2 separate regions of the Danio rerio genome follow, and region 2 is linked to region 1. The links are chromatin contacts, called in public HiCAR-type maps. All regions are on one chromosome and are shown on one strand. The core of a region is the stretch at or near the end of the contact, and the rest is flanking DNA. Distances in the headings are between cores, read along the strand shown.

Region 1 (7,407 bases), core at 2,057-4,556:
TTGAGAATATAAAAACACTAAAAACTTTTATATACACGTGTATATATAAATATTTTATATAACTTTTATATATACGTGTTATATATAAACTTTTATATATATGTGAAAAACAATACATAAGATTTCTTCATAAAATAAGTTGTTTTTTTTTTAAATAAAACAATTCTGAGTCTATATGAAAGTGCAGTGACAAATAAAGGCTTGATTGATTGATTCAAGTCAGAATTATTCGCCCCCTTTGATTTTTTTTTTCTCTTTTAAATTTTTCCCAAATGATTTTTAACAGAGCAAGGAAATGTTCACAGTGTGTCTGATAATATTTGTTCTTCTGGAGAAAGTCTTATTTGTTTTATTTTAGCAAGAATAAAAGAAGTTTTTAATTTTTTAAAACCCATTTTTGGGACAAAATTACTAGCCCCTTTAAGCTAATTTTCCCCCCGATAATCTTCAGAACAAACCATCATTATACAATAACTTGCCTAATTACCCTAACCTGCCAAGTTAACCTAATTAACCTACTGAGGCCTTTAAATGTCACTTTAAGCTGTATAGAAGTGTCTTGAAAAATATTTAAAAAATATATTATTTACTGTCATCATGACAAAGATAAAATAAATCAGTTAATAGAAATAAGTTTTTGAAACTATTATTCTTAGAAATGTGCTGAAACAATCTTCCCTCCGTTAAACAGAAATTGGGGAAAAAATAAACGGGCGCTAATAATTCAGGGGGGCTAATAATTCGGACTTCAACTGTATAAGCACAGTACAGTGCTAATGTGCAAACTATTTCTAATGTTTAAAGTGGCTGACAATAATAAATATTCTTAATAATAGGAATTAATGTGACTCATTTTTGAACTGTGCAGAGCTGTAGCTGCTTTACTGGGCCAACTACGCTAACGCTACTGTATTTTAATACCGTTTATTATGGTGGTACTTGGAGAAACTATTTTTTTCTGAGGTGGTACTTATTTTGAGAAACACTGTCCTAAATAAATAAAAAATGAGGCGAATAACTGCAAAAAGGTCGACATCTTGAGAAAACAGAACCATCTCTTTCACCCCAGGCTGGCTACAGGCCTGTAACTATTAAAAATGCCTCAGTTCAGGGCAACTAAACCACCTAAACCAAACCCAGTCAACTATAATTAACCAGATTAACCCTTTTCACCTCAGTATTCAGGATTTGTGTGGTTTAATGGTTAATTAGCCGAGTTACCCAGCTCAGATTGTCTGATTAGCTGACATTTTTCTCATATTTTCACAAGCTTTAGTCGCCACAGATTTTCAAAAGCTTTCTTCAACAACATTCATTGAGTTTGACACATTTACTAGATTACCGTGTCCAGAATAAAGGCCCCTGTTAGATTAATTACTGCACTTACCCACAGATACAGTGTTTTATCTACTGATTTATATTTATATCTCGCATACCGCTGGTTTGGAACATCGTTTGTTTTAGACAAAATCCCGCTCTTTTTGTTTCCATGGCGATAAGTTTGACAACGGCGCCACATCGTGGAATCTCGCGAGAACTGCGGCTCCACTCCTCACGCTGTGACCCGTGTGTCCGGCAGGTGTCGCTCTCTGAGGAAAACAAGCGAGCATCTTCAGTTTACATTTATTACTTTACATTCATCTCCTTTTCAAGTGTTCTCTCGTTTACTTCTGCCTCTCTCTAGAATTATTGATTACATTTAACGTAGGCTAATATAACTTATTTAAATTAATAAATGATTAGTTTAAATATAGGTTTAATTAGTAATTTTCTTATTATGGAAAAGGTCATTTCTGTATGGAGGACGAAACCTCCTAACTTATTTAATAATATTTAAAAATAACTAGAAAACATTGCTTTATTTGAACTAATACAGCATATTTGTTTTACTATTTTGTTTCTAAATCTAATTCATAGCAGAATGGAGAGTTACACTAGTTTTTGCCTTGATTTGCTTACTGATGTCTTTTGTATAGTTTTCTGTCAAGTGACATTGTTTACATAAAAGAAATAGATTCATTTACTTGAAACATTTCATTTTAGTTAGGGTTTTTTTTTTTTTTTTGTAGCTTAACAATAAAACAAACAAAAAAGGTTGCGTCAAATTAGAAATGACGATCTCTTTTAAAGGCATTTGTCCCAAGCCTCTCCATCCTTCTCACTTTCTTCTCAGATGGGATGGTGGGCCAAATCAAAGGTTACAATGGGCCAACTTTGGCCCGGGGGCCCTTATTTGGGCATCTCTGATCTAAACAGTCTCTGGGTCAATGCGTGTAAAGATTTTGGACATCTCCTTGGACACTTTTAATGCTTCCAAACAGTTTGCTGCATTTATAAATCGCCCATGTCTTACTGTAGTTCATTATGAGGAGATTTACCTTTTATGTGTGATTTGATTTGTCAGGCATCACAGAACTGATTTTTGTAATCCCCATAGACAGGAAAAAACAGTAGTGACTGCAGGTTGAAGGACAGTAGTGGAGTAAAGTACCAATACTGCAGTAAAATGCACTAGTAAAAAGTATCTTTCAAAACTACTTAGTAAGTTACAATTCCTGAGAAAACCCACTCCATTACAGTAGTTTAATTAAAAAAAAACTTTAAAAGTAAATTTTAAAAGTAAACCCATTTACTTGTTCTTTTTTCATTCTTTTAAAACATGTTTTAACACACTTTAATCAGTTTTTAATCATTTTTATTGCTTGTTTTTTAATTTTCTCATACTTCTTTTTTATTCTTGTTTATGTATAGCTCTTTGAATTGCCACTGTGTATGAAATGTGCTATATAAATAAACTAGCTTGCTTAATTTGAGTATTTGCTATTAGTTTCTTTACACCACTGATAATAACCTGCTGTACCTGAAGTGACCAATCTGTTTTCTCAAAAGGTCGATTTGTGCATTATTTATTGTGTTATATGTGTATTTGTCGATGTATTATTAAAATTAGGCTCACCATTATGCTCTTGTTCAGTCTGCTAACACATTCAGCATCTGATTGTCACATGGGGGGTCAGTTTGGACCTACAGACTTATTTAATTTAGTGTTTATAATTTAGAGCAAACTGAAATCTGTCTAAATCAGATAATGAAAGCCCGATGCTTTAATAAATACCATCATAAATCACGAACTACAGCACTTTCAATGTACCACACTAAGAATATAACGTGTCAGGCTAGTGTTTGCTAGAGCTTTGTTTTGAAATAGTTGTGAAAGTGAAGTTGTGGCTTGTGCGCGCGCGCGCGCGCGTTCCCGCTCAGCATCCGCAGCAGTAATGGCGGCGGATCCGGTTACCGCTCCAGTCAGCTGTTGATCAGCTGGATTCATTCTGTGTCGGAGCATCTGCAGACTACAAGCGTCCAAAACCAAACATCCAAACACACCGGTAACCTGAACCGAGTCCACGGGCGCGCGGCCGACAGGATTAAAGCGCGTTCATGACGGAACACTGAAGCGGCTCAGTTATGGATGTGTTTGCGTTCTTCAATCTGAACGAGCTCGCATTTGGGCTGTCAAAACTGCCAATGTTCCCGTATTTCGACATGGCACATTATATTATATCCGTGATGAGTCTGAGGGAACAGCCAGGTAAGAATAAACACGACTAAATCCCTTTAACACACACCTTTCATTCACTTCAGAGAGTCCGAGTCACTTCGACAAACCTCCAGCCCTTATCAGCTATAATGCCACTTATTAATTAGTTTTGTTTATATTTGTGGTCCTAATACTCGTAACTATGCATACAATTTTGTTTGGTAATCTGAAACGCTATCGTTTGGCATCAATAGCGTATATGATATTCACGAAAAATCAAATTATAAAACTATATTACATGTAAATACCTATAAAACTTGTTAGAGGAACTTTGATTGATAAAATTAAGTAAAACGACATTTTATGTTTAATATATGGCATATCTAACACATAAAAGGTGGTTTTATTTCAGTTTACCAAAACAACAATGCTATAACAAGACATTAATATAGTTTTATAAGTATTTATCCTACGGTTGATTCGGTTTTATAAGTACTTCGGTTAATCTGGGAAGGAGCCGCGCATGCGCACACGTGTATAAACAGTCCAGCGCGGCATTGTTTATCAGTGCTTTCCTCATCGTTTGCATTGCTGTGGACACAGAATGAGTGTTAAATTCTCACAGTCATGTTTATGACTGATGATTCTAGACTTTTAGAGCAGGTCAGTGTGTTTAAAGAGTGAAAAGCAGAAGTTGCATGCATTCAAAGGGGAGATAAATATTTAATCATTAACCCACTGTCAATGTTCTCTGTGTGTTTCAACATGTAAATACTCTGCTGCAGTGGCTAGGATGATTACACATGCATACAACCGCTCTCAGGGTGGGGAAAACCAGTCTAGCTTGTCGTTTTGCATTAACCAAACATGCACTTTGCTCTTGTGTGCAGTGACCATCATGTATTTGGGGTAAAGTTAGTTTTATATTCTCACATTCATGCTTTATTAATAATTTAATTTTAGAAAAGTATTCTTTGCAACTTTTAAATGGGAAAATAACATTAGCAGCCAATTACTATCAAAGTACAGCATTGTTTACAGTCTATTCAGTTGTGCTAATGTTGTTTGGCATCAAACTTGCATGCAATTTCAAACCCAATATTCAATATAGTGTGGTACAGAATACAGGAACCACGTCACACCGTGTCAATTTGTTCAAAAGTGAAGAGTTGCATTTTATTCAACTACAGCTGTAATGGCATACTCACCGGCCACTTTATTAGGTACACCTGTACTTCTAATCAGCCAATCACATGGCAGCATCTCAATGCATTTAGGCATGTAGACATGGTCAAGACGATCTATTGCTGTTCAAAGCGAGCATCAGAATGCGGAAGAAAGGGGATTTATGTGACTTTGAACGTGGCATGGTTCTTGCTCCCAAGTATTTCAGAAACTGCTGATCTACTGGGATTTTCACGCGCAACCATCTCAAAGGTTTACAGAGAATGCTCCGACAAAGAGGGAATATCCAGTGAGCGGCAGTTCTGTGGGCGCAAATGCCTTGTTGATGAGGCCAGAGGTCAGAGGAGAATGGCCAGACTGGTTCCAGCTGATAGAAAGGCAACAGTAACTTAAATAAGCACTCGCTACAACCGAGCTCTGCAGAAGAGCATCTCTGAACAGAACACACAACACGGCCAACCTTGAGGCGGATGGGCTACAGCAGCAGAAGAGCACACCGGGTGCCGCTCCTGTCAGCTAAGAACAGGAAACTGAGGCTACAATTCACACAGACTCACCAAAACTGGACAATAGAAGATTGGAGAAACGTTGCTGCTCTGATGAGTCTCCATTTCTGCTGACACATTCAGATGCTCGACTCAAAAACATGAAAGCATGGATCATCCTGCCTTGTATCAGCGGTTCAGGCTGGTGGTGGTGGTGTAATGGTGTGGGGGAGATTTTCTTTGGGTCCATTAGTACCAATTGAGCATCAACGCCACAGCCTACCTGAGCATTGCTGCTGACCATGTCCATCCCTTTATGAGCACAGTGTCTCCATCTTCTGATGGCTACTTCCAGCAGGATAACGCAGCATGTCATAAAGCTCAATCATCTCAGACTGGTTTCTTGAACATGACGATGAGTTCACTGTACTCAAATGGCCTCCACAGTCACCAGAGCTCAATCCAATAGAGCAGCTTTGGGATGTGGTGGAACGGGAGATTGGCATCATGGATGTGCAGCCGACAAATCTGCAGCAACTGTGTGATGCTATCATGACAATATGGAGCAAAATCTCTGAGGAATATTTCCAATACCCTGCTGAATCTACACCACCAAGGGTTAAAGCAGTTCTGAAGGGAAAAGGAGTCCGACCCGGTACTATCAAGGTGTACCTAATGAAGTGGCCAGTGAGTGTATATTGCATATTATGCATCCTTTTAAAAAAAGTATTTGGTTTTATTAGATTAATCAAATTATCAGTAAAATAATCATCATCTAAATGACTAGTTGCAGCTCTAGCTGTAGCTCAAGCATGCAGTGTTGCAGTAATGTGCTCTATTGTATCGGAGCAGCAGCAGCTGTTGTTAATTACAGGCTATTTTAGATCTTCGGTGTCTTATTTCCCCTGACCTGCTCTCTCCTATTGTCCTGCACTGGAAATATCTGCAGGGGCAACGAGACTCCACATGTCGGCATGTTCACGCCGAGTTTCAGGTTGAACTTGTTTTTGTTGTTACCTGAAACAGACACACCGACTCCTACTATGGGATTGAGTGCTAGAGCTGCACAATATTGAACAAAGTGGTTGTTTTGTTTCTAAACCTGCCTCATTAGCTATGTTTCCATCCAAAGATGCAAATTAAATTCATGCACAAAACTGGAAGATCTCATAAAATATTAGCTAAAGACGCAGCGTTTCCAGAGAAACAGACGAGCATCACCTCCTCAGCTCCTGCTGCTCCTGCACAGATATCACTGAGAGGAGTGGAGTCTGCTGCACTGTTGGGATTCTCCACTGTGCTGTTTGTTCTCCTCTAATAACTGAGCTGTGCAACGAACGCGGTGAATGCACTCTAAAAAAAAAAATGGGGTTATTTTTTTCTATGCAAATATTGGGTTGAGGCATTTGGGTATTTTTTGGGGGTTATTTTCAGAGTCTTGGCTAGTTTCAACCCAGCTCTTTGGGTCAAATCAACTCATAGCAGGGGCTGACTGGGAGACCACATATTGTGTACGAATTTATTTAAATGCAATAAAATAGTGTAACATAAACACAGATTCCTTGCGTTTTCAGATGATTAAAATGAGATTCATGCCCATAGCAGCCCTTAGTCCATTCTGAAATAATTTCTTACTACCTTTTGTACACCTGTAATCAAAGCTGCACATCCACCACTGTACTTCAGTGATGCCGAGTCAAAACACAATTGCTGGGTCATCTTTCACAGGCATTTTTGGATTAAATTAACCTATGATTTAAGTAAAAATAACCAATTATTGGGTAGAAAAAACAAACCATTTATGGGGTTAAAAACAATAACCCAGTTACTTGGGGTAATTAAACCTCTGATGTGTTTTGTCCCATATTTACCCAGCAGTAGGGTTAAAAACAACCCGATTTGGGTAGTTTTCAACCCTGTGTTTTTCAGAGTGTGGCTTTTGGAGGCGTGAGACGGGAGCACAGACAGATGCTCAAGACAGTTCTGGAGGGAATAATAATATTACTGAAGCACTGTGATGACAGACTGACAGGGGGGCTTAGGCCTTTTACAATCCGCACAACAACATCTCACATCTGCAACAGTGGAAAGCTGCAAACATGGAGAGCTGCAGACCAACATCAATGATGGAAAGACCGTCACACACATTTATAACTGATCAGCATTTGTCAGAAACTAAACCACTGAAGCGCAGATACT
Region 2 (7,407 bases), core at 3,123-5,622, 110 kb before region 1:
GTTCAGCTTGGTTTTCGGGTCACAGTTTCAGTTCTGTATTTATGTTCATATGTTATGCAGATATGTTAAGTAAAAAAAACAATAATATAATCATATAATATATAAAATAACTAGGGTTGGGTACTGAAACATCTTTGTAAGCAGTATGCACTGGGCCGAATCAGCATAGAAATTTCGGTGCCTAATTGCGGTGCCACTGGTGCTGCGACAAGAACGTAAGAAGCATCAAGGGGTGCATCAAAGACACACATAAGTACGAGTTGTGTCACAATCTCTAAACATTTAATTCTAACAGCTTTGAGGGATATGGACACCGTCAGCGATGTTGGGTGTTTGTTCTTGTTGCTTAAAGAAGGCAAAGCGTGCAGTACGCCGCATGCCTTCATCAACACGCATGATCACGTTCATCTAATTTGCTTAAACGAAGCGTTCTACAGTATGGCTTTATTTTACAAGCAAGGATTCTGACACAGCCACATGCAGCAGATGCTTTACAAAAGTTGCGTGTAAGCGAGTAAACACGTCAAACTTATGAAATGTGAGGGCTCATGAAATCAACTTAAAGGTGAGGAATGAACTGTCTTTACCAGCTTGTGACATCATCTGACTCTTTATGTAGGTTTACATGGACACCAATACTCTGATTTTAACATGATTAAGACAATACTCTGATCAAGAGTCTACCGTTAACAGTGATTTTTGATTAAAAGGACCACAGACACAAAATGAAGAGGAAACATTTAAAATTATTAATATTAATTGTTAATTATTAATTGTATGTTTATTATTAAAAACAAGTTATGTAATATCATTTGTTCCAGACCTTTGACTTTAATTAAAATTCACATTTGGACATTTTTTGTAGACGTTGAGAACCCGTTCTTATTGTATTTCACAATATTTTGGGATTGTTTTATTATTTTTTTGCAGATGCACTTCCTTACAAAATCATCTCAATGTATCTGAAATGATGAGTTCTTTTCTAATATACCTGTTTATTACATCAGGTGAAATTATACTTCATGTTGCAACATATATAAAATATTGCAAGTCAGTTTTTCCAATATGGTGCAGCTCTAGTTGACAGAGACATCTTAGAGTTTTTTTACAGTACACTCTCAGAAATAAAGGTACAGGAGCTGTCACTGGGGCAATACCTTTTCAAAAAGATACATATTTGTACCCAAAGAGTCAACAGTGGTAGCTTAAAGGTACCTATTAACGCGCAAATGTACCTAAAAAGTACTTTTGAGTTCCATTATGGACCCAAATATGTACCTTTTGAAAAGGTATTGCTCCAGTGACAGCTCCTGTACCTTTATTTCTGAGAGTGTACTGTAAAACAAGCACAGACAAAAAAGAAAATTAAAAAGAGTTTTGCTATTTTGTGAAAACTTTTTTCCAAGCCAACATTAACATTTGCATAGACACACACACACACACACACACACACACACACACACACACACACAATCAAGGAAGTAAAAATATAAAGCACAATTCATCAGTTTGCCACATGACATTTCTTCATTCCACTGCTCGACTTCATTGTTTTTCTGTGTAAACACAGACACACACACACACACACACACACACACACACAATGCAGGACTCAGCTTTGCAACAAGTCAGAAGACCTTGAGTTTTATCTTTACTCCAAACACACACATTCTGTGTGAACGTCTCAGAATTTTCATTTACTGAAGGCCAAAAAGAGAAATTACACACATTATAAACAGCAGCTGCCAGACAAACACAGCTTGCATTTACAATTACGCTTCATTCATTTTTCATTAGTTAATGCTTTTGTGATTTCACCTACAACTACACTTAAGTCACTTTTAGATGTATTATTAAATTATTTTAAGGTTTGAGAGTGTTTAATTAGAACAGTGTTTAATTCACTTTCAGTTTTGTAATTTAATTTAGAATTAAACCATTTTATTAATGTATTTTTGTCTTTTTAAATTTAATTTACAATTAATTTAAATAATTTTATTAGTTTATTTTAGTCTTTAAATTTAATTTACAGTTAATTAAAATCATTTAGTCTATTTTAGTTTTTTAATTAAATTTACAATTTATATAATTTTATTAGTTTATTTTAGTCTTTTTAAATTTAATTTACAATTAATTTAAATAATTTTATTAGTTTATTTTAGTCTTTAAATTTAATTTACAGTTAATTAAAATAATTGTCTATTTTAGTTTTTTTTTATTAAATTTACAATTTATATAATTTTATTAGTTTATTTTAGTCTTTTTAAATTTAATTTACAGTTAATTTAAATAATTTTAATAGTTTATTTTAGTCTTTAAATTTAATTTACAATTAATTTAAATAATTTTATTAGTTTATTTTAGTCTTTTTTATTTAATTTACAGTTAATATAAATAATTTTATTAGTTTATTTTAGTCTTTTTTTAAATTTACAGTTAATTTAAATAATTTTATTAGTTTATTTTAGTCTTTTAAAATTTAATTTACAATTAAATTTAATTCACTTTTAGTTGTTTTTATTAGTCTTTATTTTTAGTTTTTGTGATTTCCAAAGTGTTTTTTTAAGAGTGTTTAAGCATTTTGTTTTTAGATCTTTCCAAAAGATTTACTTCACTGTCATTTTTATAACGTAAAAAATGCAACCAGGGATTATTATCTAGTGGTGATCTGTTATTGGCGTTAACGCGAGACTCTTATCACCGTTAACCTATTCTCAAAGTTCGGTTGGGAGCTGTGTCCACACCAGCCAACACTCCCGTTTTTCCCGGTATATTTCAGACTCATATCCCGTTTTGTTATGTCTCCCGGAATTTCGTGTCGCACATCCACCCCCTCTTCCCACTCTTCAATGTTATGGTTTTAGTTCATTATAATATGCCTGAAAATAGCTTGCTGTATTTTATGCAACAATTTATTTAGATTTAAAAAAAAAAATCAATAGCATTTTGTTTCTTTTTCTTCAATCTGTGTCATTCAGACAATACAAAACACAATAAATACACACAATATAGATTTATAAATCCTTCTAAAAACAATCATGTGTGAACACAATAATAAAGCAAATCAGAAATAGATTATGTGAGTGCCAAATTTAAATAAAATAGTAGAACATGTTGGACTGGACAAATCCTGTGTAGAACAGGATAAAAATAATAATTATTTAAAATAAAATGAGAAATTAAGAGCTACAGCTGAAAAACAGACAGAACAACGGTAATTTCTTACTAACGTATTAACAAAAACACTAATGAGTGAAAACATCAGCACTATCAGCACACATTCACACACAAAGACCAACAAAAACATGCGGTTCAAGGTCACGTGAAAAAATAATAACCAAAAAATGGTGACGTCATGACGTTTCATAACAAAAATTTTGCACTTCCAGAAAATAATACACGACTTTCCTATGGGTTACTGTGAAATATTAAATATGCATTTAAAGTAAAACCACGACTACAATTATATAGATTTAATAATAATTTGACAAACAGAAAATAACGCTCGATTGTTAGCAATAAAACCAAAATAAGCCAAAATCAGGAGAAACACCCCTTTAACACCCGAAAGTGGCGTCGGCGCGATCAAAGCCTCGAATGTGGTGACGTCACGGCGTTTTAAAATGTGACGTACGTGTGAAAATCTAGGCCCTCGACGTCAAATCTCACAACATGAGCACATTATAAACAATTTAACCGAACAAGAGCCTTTATAATCTAATATTAATCTACAATACAGCAATTCGCGTATAATCGTTATGAGATCAAAGCGGCCTCGTGAACGCGCGTTTAAAGGGCTACGCTCGATTGTGAAGATGCTAAGCAGAGGATTTAACCGAAATGAATGAAAGTTTGACATGTTAACACGACATGACTGATGGATGGGCGATTTTAACGCGTTTAGATGCTCGTGTGTGGAATGTTTGCGGATTTGAAGAGCTGTCGCAGATATGCTGAAGAGATGCCGTTAGCATTAGCATTAACGTTAGCCTACAGGCCCCAAGAGGAAACCGACCACCGTTAAACCGTTTTTAAACCCTTATTCAGGACGACAAGTGTCGAAGTGATAAGCGTATGCTGTCGTTAAACCGGAAACGAGCATGTTTTTATCTGTGGTCGAGTGTTGACGGGCTGTTTTTAGAGGATTGTCGTCTCACCTCGCCATCCTGTCGGTAATACTGGAACTGAGCGCCTCCATGATGCTGCTCTCGCACTGTTTCTTTCCTTCTTTTTCGCGGGCAAAGCAATGACTGTTTAGGATGCGCTGGAGGTTGGATTTTACCATCCGGCCTCGGGAGGTTTCACGGCGGCCTGTGCGCTCGGCTGCTGTCGGCAGTGAGTCTGTGGAGCGCGGAGGCGGAGACGCGCACAAAAACACAAACGCGCTACTATGGCGAAGGCGGAGCTCATTAATATGCATGAGGTTGCCATTGCTGCCTTCGGTGACAGTTTAGCGCTAGAAGGGATACAGCCGCGGCCAAAGTTAACGAGAATTATGTGTATTACTTATTAAATTACCAATTAGTTGTATTTTTATTAACGTCTTCCCCTTCCCAAACCCTCATAGTAATGTTAAAACAGTAATCATTACGATAAATATTTATCAAATTATCCGTTAATAGTACTTTATTTACATATACCCTAAACTCAACCCTTATAGCAATGTAATATTATTTATTAAAAAACGCATTAAATTTGAATTTATAAACATCTACCCTTACCTAAAACCCCCAGGGTCATGTAAAAATATTAATTATTGTTGTAGTCGTGTCACAAAAAATATGCTATATTAATGTATCCGCAGCTGTATCCCATCTAGACTTTACCCGGGCATTGCGGCTGTTTCTTGAAGGGATACAGCTGCGGCCGGAATTAAACGAGAATTAATTATTAAATTAAATATTAATTGTATTTTATTCACGTCTACTCTGAAGCCAACATTCATAGTTCTAAAAAATAGTAATTATACTGATTATTATTTATTAAATTACCAATTATATCGTATTTCATTGACGTCTACCCTAATAGTTATATACAAATATGAATTATTGTTATACAGTGTTACAAAAATCATGCTTTATTAACGTGAGTGTCCGCAGCTGTATCCCATCTAGACTTTACCGTGACCGGGTGGTGAGTGTCACGTGACAAAGATGATTATTATTCATGAAGAGCGTCTTCAGCCAGTCAAATCGCGTGCCTCATTAATATTCATGAGCCGATCGCCTTCGCTATAGTAGGCTCGACAGACGCGTTTGTTGAGAGTGGAAAATTACTGAGAGGAAGCGAATGTAGATTTGCGTTTGAAAGAAGGGTGTGAGTGTTTGTGTGTGTGTGTGTTATGATTGCGTTATGCATCTGCAGGTCACACAAAAAGAAACTTTAGAGGAGATTAATCTTTCATGTCTTGCACTTTATGAAGAGATCTGCATGTGCACTGTTGCTAGGTTTATTATATTAGATTGCATGGTGTTTTTCAACGTGTAAGACAGTAATAAGGACATTTGAATTGGATGGATTTTATTAAGTTTGATGATATATAACTGATTTCACAGTACTGTCTGATATCAGTTCACCAAAAAAAAAAAACAATGATATTCTGTCATCATTTCCTCTCTCCTTACAAAGTTTGAGTTTTTCTTCCGTTGAGCACAAAAGAAGATATTTTGAAAAAAGTTGGAAACCTGTAACCATTGACTGCCATATAGTATTTGTTTTTTCCACTATCAAAGTCAATGATTACAGGTTTCCAGCATTCTTCAAAACATCTTCTTAAGTATTTAACACTAGAAATAAAACCTCATTAAGGTTTATATCCACTTAAATAGCGTGTAAATAGTTCAAGTTTCATTTTTTTGTGGTAAACTATCCCTGGCCCGTAGCCAGCCAGGTTAAAGAAGTGGTTCTTTTTCTCAAAAAGTGGAGCTTTCTGCAGTTATTCGCCCATTTTAGTGACATTTTAAGCACTATTTAAGCACTACTTTAAGCACTATTTTAAGTATGATACAAAATATTTCCTAAAGATTTAAATAAAGAAATTTGAAATACTACTTATTTTTAAAATACATATTTATTGCATCATATATCATAAAGAAAAACATTTGGAAACTGTAGTCTATTGTCATTTAATAGCCAAATAACAAATTGCACTTTTCTTAGTTTGACTATTTGAAAAGAAAAATAAAACATTAAAAGTAGTAGTAATAGTAGTTATAATAATAATAATAATAATAATTATTATTATTATTATTATAATAATGTAGAACTTTACAGTTTTCCTAGTCTCTCTTGTAAAAAATGTACATTTGAAAATTAATGGATAACAACAATCGCCAACTTGGTTTTTAAATCAATTTCAATATGGTCCACTTTTGGTCCTTCACACCTTTTCTGTTTTAAGCATAAGGTCCAAGATTTAGAATTAAGGTTACTTGTAGAATGTTTTCTCTGTTTAAAAACAATACAGCAGCAAAAGATGACCACTTTCGTCAGATTGTCAAATGAAAATATTGGTTAGCATTGGCCAACACTGCACTTTCAGCTATTCAATGAAGCGACAGACAACAGAGGACTCCGCTTGGTCTTAAATCCTTTTTCAATTCACCATTTATGATGGCATAGCAGTCAAAATAGGACAAATGAGCTCATATATGGGACAAATTCTGGACCTTTGTCAGTGAGGAGTGGGTCTTCCGAACCACCCACTGGCTACGGGCCTGTACCCCTATAATGTTTGTGTATTATCCATTGTAATAATAATATATTGTGTGTTTGTGGCTAAAGCAGGCCCGTAGCCAGCCTGGTGTAAGGGGTGATTCTTTTTATTCTCAAAAAGTGGACATTTTGCACACATTTGCCTGATTTTCTATTTAGTTATGAGATTTAACTACTGCATTTTAGTGACATTTTAAGCACTATTTTCAGCTTGTCGTGATGTGGTCATCATAACCACAATTTTTGATCTACCAAAAATATTTCCTAAAGATTTAGAATAAAGAAATGTGAATATACTTATTTTTAAAATACATATTCGTTGCATCCTATATCAGCCTGCTGTCATTTATTAGGAAAATAACAAACTGCCCAGCACAATCAACTGTCCTTAGTAAGAATTTGGCCATTTGAATACAATATATTAACAATAATAATAAAAAAATAATGGCACAGTGGGTAGCAAGATTGCCTCACAGCCAGGATGTTGCTGGTTCAAGTCTCGGCTGGGTCAGTTGAAGTTTCTGTGTGGAGTTTGCATGTTCTCCCAATGTTGGCGGGGGTTTCCTCGGTTTCCCCCACAGTCCAAACACATGCACTATAGGGGAATTGATGAACTAAACTGACCATAGTGTAGGAGTGTGTGTGTGAATGAGTGTGTATGGGTGTTTCCCAGTGACAGGTTGCAGTTGAAGA

Evidence for each region. HiCAR-type assays count read pairs that join an accessible place to other places.
Region 2: a contact with region 1 is called in a HiCAR-type map of caudal fin, with 5 times the contacts expected there. The contact joins the promoter of oaz1b here to the promoter of tmem38b in region 1. A contact is called at or near these places in 2 of 4 datasets of contacts at active chromatin or transcription factors (caudal fin and embryo).

Annotation. Positions count from the first base shown.
Region 1 is chr21:765,917-773,323 of GRCz12tu, reverse strand. tmem38b (transmembrane protein 38B) reads left to right here and starts at 3,306. Exons shown (of 8, transcript NM_200176.1): 1 at 3,306-3,589. The coding sequence starts at 3,466. It overlaps LOC141379934 (a long non-coding RNA gene), which reads right to left and starts at 1,483. Exons shown (of 4, transcript XR_012397024.1): 1 at 1,388-1,483.
Region 2 is chr21:879,613-887,019 of GRCz12tu, reverse strand. It overlaps oaz1b (ornithine decarboxylase antizyme 1b), which reads right to left and starts at 4,372. Exons shown (of 5, transcript NM_194432.3): 1 at 4,158-4,372. The coding sequence starts at 4,285.